Regions from separate parts of the Zea mays genome. Here region 1 is linked to region 2. A link is a contact called in public Hi-C data. All regions are on one chromosome and are shown on one strand. The core of a region is the stretch at or near the end of the contact, and the rest is flanking DNA. Distances in the headings are between cores, read along the strand shown.

Region 1 (2,912 bases), core at 269-2,768, 260 kb after region 2:
CCGCTTGCCACACCGGACAGTCCGGTGCTACACCGGACAGTCCAGTGAATTATAGCGGAGTGGCATTCCCAGAAACCCGAAGCTGAGCAGTTCGAGTGAATTCACCCTGGTGCACCGGACACTGTCCAGTGGTGCACCGGACAGTCCAGTACGCCAGACCAGGGCAGCCTTCGGTTGGTTTTGCTCCTTTATATTTGAACCCTTTCTTGGACTTTTTATTAGTTTGTTGTGAACCTTTGGCACCTTTAGAACTTATAATCTAGAGCAAACTAGTTAGTCCAATTACTTGTGTTGGGCAATTCAACCACCAAAATCATTTAGGAAAAGGTTTGACCCTATTTCCCTTTCAATCTCTCCCTTTTTGGTGATTGATGCCAACACAAACCAAAGCAAATAAAAGAGCTTCGCATAAATTTGAGTACTGAGTGATGGTATGTTCACTAACAACATCATTGTGTGCATAAATTTGATCTTGACATATATATGATTCACATTCGGTTGTCTTCTTAAAACCGAATGTGACACTATTTAAAATTAAAAACAATTGAATGAAAAAATCATAAAAGAAAAAAATCTTAACACTAGTCAAAACTAAAGGTCTTCTTTAATACTAACTAACTTATTCGGGACTAAAGAACGCGGTATTTACTCCCAAATATATAGTCTTGGTGGAAAATCGGGACTAAATGATTTTTTTCAATCGAGACTAAGCTATAATCGGGTTTGCGCTAGCGCATTCAGCATACTCAATGTTTTGTGGGAACTTAAGTGTTATTTCTAAAGGTTATTCTCCAACTTAACACTTTACAAGTTATTTATCTTAGGCTTGTGTAATTGTTTTTGTAATGCGATATAGGAAGAGAATTCTATGTCAAAATATTTACGCAGTCACTTTGTGTGTATTATAGAGAAAAAAGTTCCTCCCACGGAAGATTTTTTTAATAATGTGGCTCTGCAGTTTTGTAACTTAAACTTTCAAAAAAAATCAAATAATAATTCATTGCACCAATTTACACGATGTAATAACCTAAAGCAGGACTTTTTTTAAAAAAAAAGAGCTTCGCACACGTACCTCCATCTCCCTCTCAAAACTGATAATCCAGCCGCTCGTGTGCGTACTGTGTCATGTGTACATGCGCGGAGCAGCGCACACGAGCGAGCGGACGTGTGTGAGGTGTGGTGAGCGTAGGGTAACAAGCTCAAGCTCCCACGGTCGGTGGACCCAAGTCATCAGCCGCTTCACGACACCGCTTGCCTCTCTGCGTGAGCTTTGCCCTCATCTCAAATCATGGCATCATCTGTACCCTGTCTCTATTCTCACGTCCCTGTCTTGCTGTGAGTCATATGTATATATTAAACTTTACTGTTTTTTTAATAATTTCACTCTACACTTAGCTAGCCCTTGGGAAAGTTGAGATAAAGACCACACATCGATTTCTCTTCAAAAAAAATACAGAAAATAAAATGGTTGTTATATTACTAGCACAGCAGCACATAGTAGTGTGGAAAGAAGGACGACGGAAAGTAGAGAGGAGAGAGAGAAAAGTATGACAAGAATGAGAAAGAAATCAGACAACAACCTTCTTAGCCTCCTCCATATCCTCCTCTCCACTTCTTCTCCTTCGCCATGAGTTCTATGCTAGGCCAGCAAGAACCATAGCGAGAGCAAGCAACAGCTAGTGGCAGCACTCGAGAACGAGCTAGGGGAGGAAGGTATCGACAAGAGAAGCAAAGTCATCTCCCTTTTCTCGATCACTTTGGTTCTTTTCTATACGTGTGGATTTTGGTGTTTGCGAGCTTTTGCTCGCGGTCGCCTTTTCTCGCTTGTTTTGAGTGCAACTGCGTGCCTTGGATTTCCTGCGCTCCTTGTTGTTTTGTTGTTCTTGGACGAGCCCTAATCCCTTGTTGTTTTTCCCCCCACAGCTTCGTGCGGGTTCCTTTGTTGTTTCAGATCAATTTGCAGCCAGCCACACACTCACGCGCTTCTTCTCCCTTCAATTCGATCTCCTTTTGCGCCTTCCTTTTGGTTCTTTCGGAAAAAAAAAGAGCTAGCTTTTCTGACATCTTCTTGCGCTTGCTTGCTCGCTCGCATGACGTCCAGCAGTAGTGACAGTCTCTTGGTTCTTGCTTGGATAGTTTGGGTTTGTTCTTGCCTTGCCTGAATTGGAGACCGCTGCTTGTTTTGGTGAAGGGAGGGTAGAGAGAAGATCGACAGCCCTGCTAGTGTCCAACAACCCAGAGGCAAGGGCGGCTACCGAAAGGGAAAAGATTCCCTTGTTCTTGACCGGCTTCTCAGGGACAAATCTGGAGGCGGCGATGGCATCCAATTCATCAGCGGCCGCTGTGGCAGCCATGTTTGGAATTAGGGATGCCGACCACCAAGACCAGATGAAGCCGCTGCTTGCGCAGCAGCACCAGCACCAGCACCAGCACCAGATGCCACCTGCGCCGCTGCTCAACGCCGCTTCGTCGTCGGCGGGGCCCGGCCAGGCGGCAGGGGCAACCCCGCCGGCAGTGAAGAAGAAGAGAAACCTACCAGGTAATTAACCCGAGCGGGCATGCAAATAAATACCCTTTCCAGTAGTTCCAACCATGCATCTTCTCCGAATGGATCTTAATTATGGGGCCGGGATTTGGCGCGATTTTCTTCATATATACAGGAGAGAGAGAGAGAGAGCTTCTTCGTATTTCTATGGAAATCTTATCTAAAGTTTCTTGGTTCTCTGGAACTTGTGGTTCGTCGTCAATAATGCAAAGCTGTGTTATCCTCCGTTGAAGGTTGTTCTTTGTTCCCCGCTGGGTTCGAACTACATGAAATGGAGCTATATTCTTCGGCAGATCTTCATCTTCGTGTGCTCCCGTCATCTCGTGCCTTCCGCTAATTTTGTCCGCATCCCAGTCGTCACATGCAT
Region 2 (2,985 bases), core at 342-2,841:
GCATCGTCCATTACTAGTAATTTATGAAACTAATAAATCAGTTGTCAGTTACTACTAAAATTTATTAATTAATTTATAAATATAGTTCGTATATATATCGATATTTATTATCATTCATTACCAAGAAAAGTGGGCTACAAGCCTACAAAGAATTATATTTTAGAACGAAAAGAGTAATAGTTATCATGAACCACTAACACATAAATATCACCTTGCGCATTATACACTTAGCACTCATTAAACTATTAACATACACATTACAACTATCGGTAACTATAGCCTTAAATGTTTTTACTCTACTTAATTTAATTGTGAAATAAAAATAGATCAAACCCAATTAAATCTGGTCAGAATCTTCTCAGGTCGCCGGACGAGTACATGGCCACACCCCTACACACCGACGCGGAAGGAGGTAGCGGTAAGCGGCCAGCTCGGCGGCTCCTCCGCTCCTTCCCCCGTGCGGCTCCGCGGATGGATGCGAGATCACACCAAGTTCCCCTAAAGTCAAGGCCCCAAGCCCCTCGAGTCATCTAAATTTTTTGCACACTCGAAAGCTGCCAGACAGGGCGCGGCCAGCGTCGGGACATGGAACGAGAGCCTTGTTGGGTGGGTGCCCGACAGGTTGACCCTGAGCCCCCCTGGCCGCAGCTGGACTTGCTGGGGATCGCCTGACCGTCGTCCGGTCCGTGGAGCAACATGGTGAGACAGACGCGAGTGTCGCTTGCTACTTGCTAGGGACACGTCTAGTTCAGGGACCTTCCGAACTGTGCAGGCAATGGGCTCCCGTCCTCCAAGACCAAGCACAACACATCTAGCAAGGACAGTGCATCAACTCGTGCTAGTGTTGTTACCTGAATTGTTCAGAAAATTGAAAGGAATGGACCGTTTGAATTTGGTTCCAGCACAGAGATTTTGACAGGCTATCAGCACGGGACCCCACTTAGGTTTTGTTCAGTTATTCCCGATACACATGGATTAGATGGGATTAGGAAAAATTAAAAAGTCTGACTTGTTTAGTATTCAAACCCATCAAATCTCACTCAATCCACATGTATTGAGAGTTAACCAAACAAGCCCTTAATTAAAGTAGTTGCTTCTTCGCTAACATCAACATGGACATTTTTTGTCACAAACGCACATCCCGGCTTGCAAGCATGTATAGTACTCCCTCCGATTTAAAATATAATTCATTTCACTTTTTTAACCATAATTTTGACCCCTCGTCTTATTCAAAAAAATCATGAAAAGATGAAAATTTAATTCATATATTAAGTATATTTGATAATAAACAAAACCACAATGAATTATTTGTTTTTTCTATAATTTTTTTGAATAAGACGAGTTGGTAAAACTTGTGATAAAAAAGGCAAGTGAATAATAAACTGGGACGGAGAGAGTATTTGCTTTAAAATACATCTGTCTAGTGTTTAGTCCATAAGCAGGTATTATTGATACAAATATTAGAAGGAAAAGGGGACCCCAAAGCAAAGAAAATGCAAAAAAAAAAAAAGAGCTAACTAAACCTGCTGGCATGCACGCGGCGATAGGCCTTTACCCAGTTCGCACGTTGGGTTGCCCGTGGCAGATTTTTATGGGCTATCCATTACTGGGCCACTAGCTAGGCTATTCGGGCAGGAGACGAGTACGAGCATGTCGTCAAGGTTCGCAAAACGTCGGGCCGGCGGCCGGCCGATAATGTTCTGCGAAAGGCCGGGATTGGCGCCGCAGAAATGGCTAGGCCAGTTTCCAGTACTATTCTGTGTTCAAAACTCCTCTATGTCCCTGAATAAATTGTTTTGCTAGAGTTTTAAAAAAATTAAACTTCGATATTTTTCTAGAAAAAACGCTAAAACATATAATATTATATTAGTATCGTTAGATATCATCGTATCACACATAATATATTTTATAATATACTTATTTTATATTATAAGCACTATTTTTTTTGTAAAGTTTGTTAAACCTAAGATAGTTGACCTATACGAATCTTAGAAATTAGTTTACCTAGAGACTGCGAGAGTGAAGAAATTTTATCGCCCTATAAAACTCTTATTATATTTTTTCTATTTTTCTTATGCCATGTCAGATTCGTTTAACGCCACGCCCTAAAACTCGTAAATCCCTACTGAAAGAAGACAGGTACAAACGTGGGATCAGGTCAAAATCAGGTCGTGGTTATTTAGCATGGTTCGTAAATCCCTAAGGCCTTGTTCGTTTATGTCGGATTGCAACCGGAATCGTTCCAGCTAATTAAAGTTTATATAAATTAGAAAAGCAATCCGATTAGGAAATCGTTCCGACCCACCAATCCGGTACAAACGAATAAGCCCTAAAACAAATACGGTTGGTTGGGTCGGGTCTGACGATCCATAATTAGGTTAATTGAAAGTGGTTTTGACGCTTACCGGCAGGCCCATCGGATAGAAAGTAACAGTGAAACGTTGCTAAAATCATAAGCATAATGCAGAAATTTATAGAAATACCCGCGGCTGAATTCTGACATGGCCTGCGCATGGATTGGCTACAAATGTAGTTAGGTCCGCGCCTCGACATCTCTCAATCTCTGCCTTTTATCATTCATTCATCCGGTGCCTAGCGAGCTAGAGAGAGTGGTTTATTGCGATCCGTCTTGCACGAACACGTGCCGGCCGCTCTTTTTCTTTCACCGCTGGTTCTGCACGGCTGCCGCACTGTTGCCGCCGCTCGAGGGGTCGAGGCCTGAGGCCGTAGGCCTCGTGGCCGTGGGCCTGTGCTGCCGCGTGCGTGCATGGCTGCGTTGGGTCATGGCGGAATAGTTGACGCACCAGCACAGTTGAATAGTTGACGGCACTAGCATATATCATTTGAGCTGGACCAGGTGTGTGTCCTCCTGGCTGGCAGCTACATGCTGCTTTGTTTTGGTCTGAAAGAACCAAAGAATCCGGCCTGCCGAAGGCTCTGGTCTGGTCAGCCGCCAACCGCTCCACCATCATGCATGGTACTACG

The links. Hi-C and Micro-C count contacts between places; a contact is called where the count stands out from the background.
Region 1: a Hi-C map of endosperm shows a contact between it and region 2, with 1.8 times the contacts expected there. The contact joins the promoter of LOC542197 here to the enhancer-like site in region 2. A contact is called at or near these places in 2 of 25 Hi-C or Micro-C datasets (ear and endosperm).

The regions. Positions count from the first base shown.
Region 1 is chr5:198,574,418-198,577,329 of Zm-B73-REFERENCE-NAM-5.0, forward strand. LOC542197 (INDETERMINATE-related protein 10) reads left to right here and starts at 1,519. Exons shown (of 4, transcript NM_001111811.2): 1 at 1,519-1,713; 2 at 2,192-2,539. The coding sequence starts at 2,317.
Region 2 is chr5:198,313,245-198,316,229 of Zm-B73-REFERENCE-NAM-5.0, forward strand. No RefSeq gene overlaps it. Among protein-coding and RNA genes, the nearest start is that of LOC103627529, 33 kb to the left of the region's middle. Within about 2 kb of position 1,592, at least 19 of the 20 cell types and tissues checked have an H3K27ac peak or open chromatin away from gene starts, as enhancers often do. A contact at or near this core is called in ear and endosperm, where this site is marked.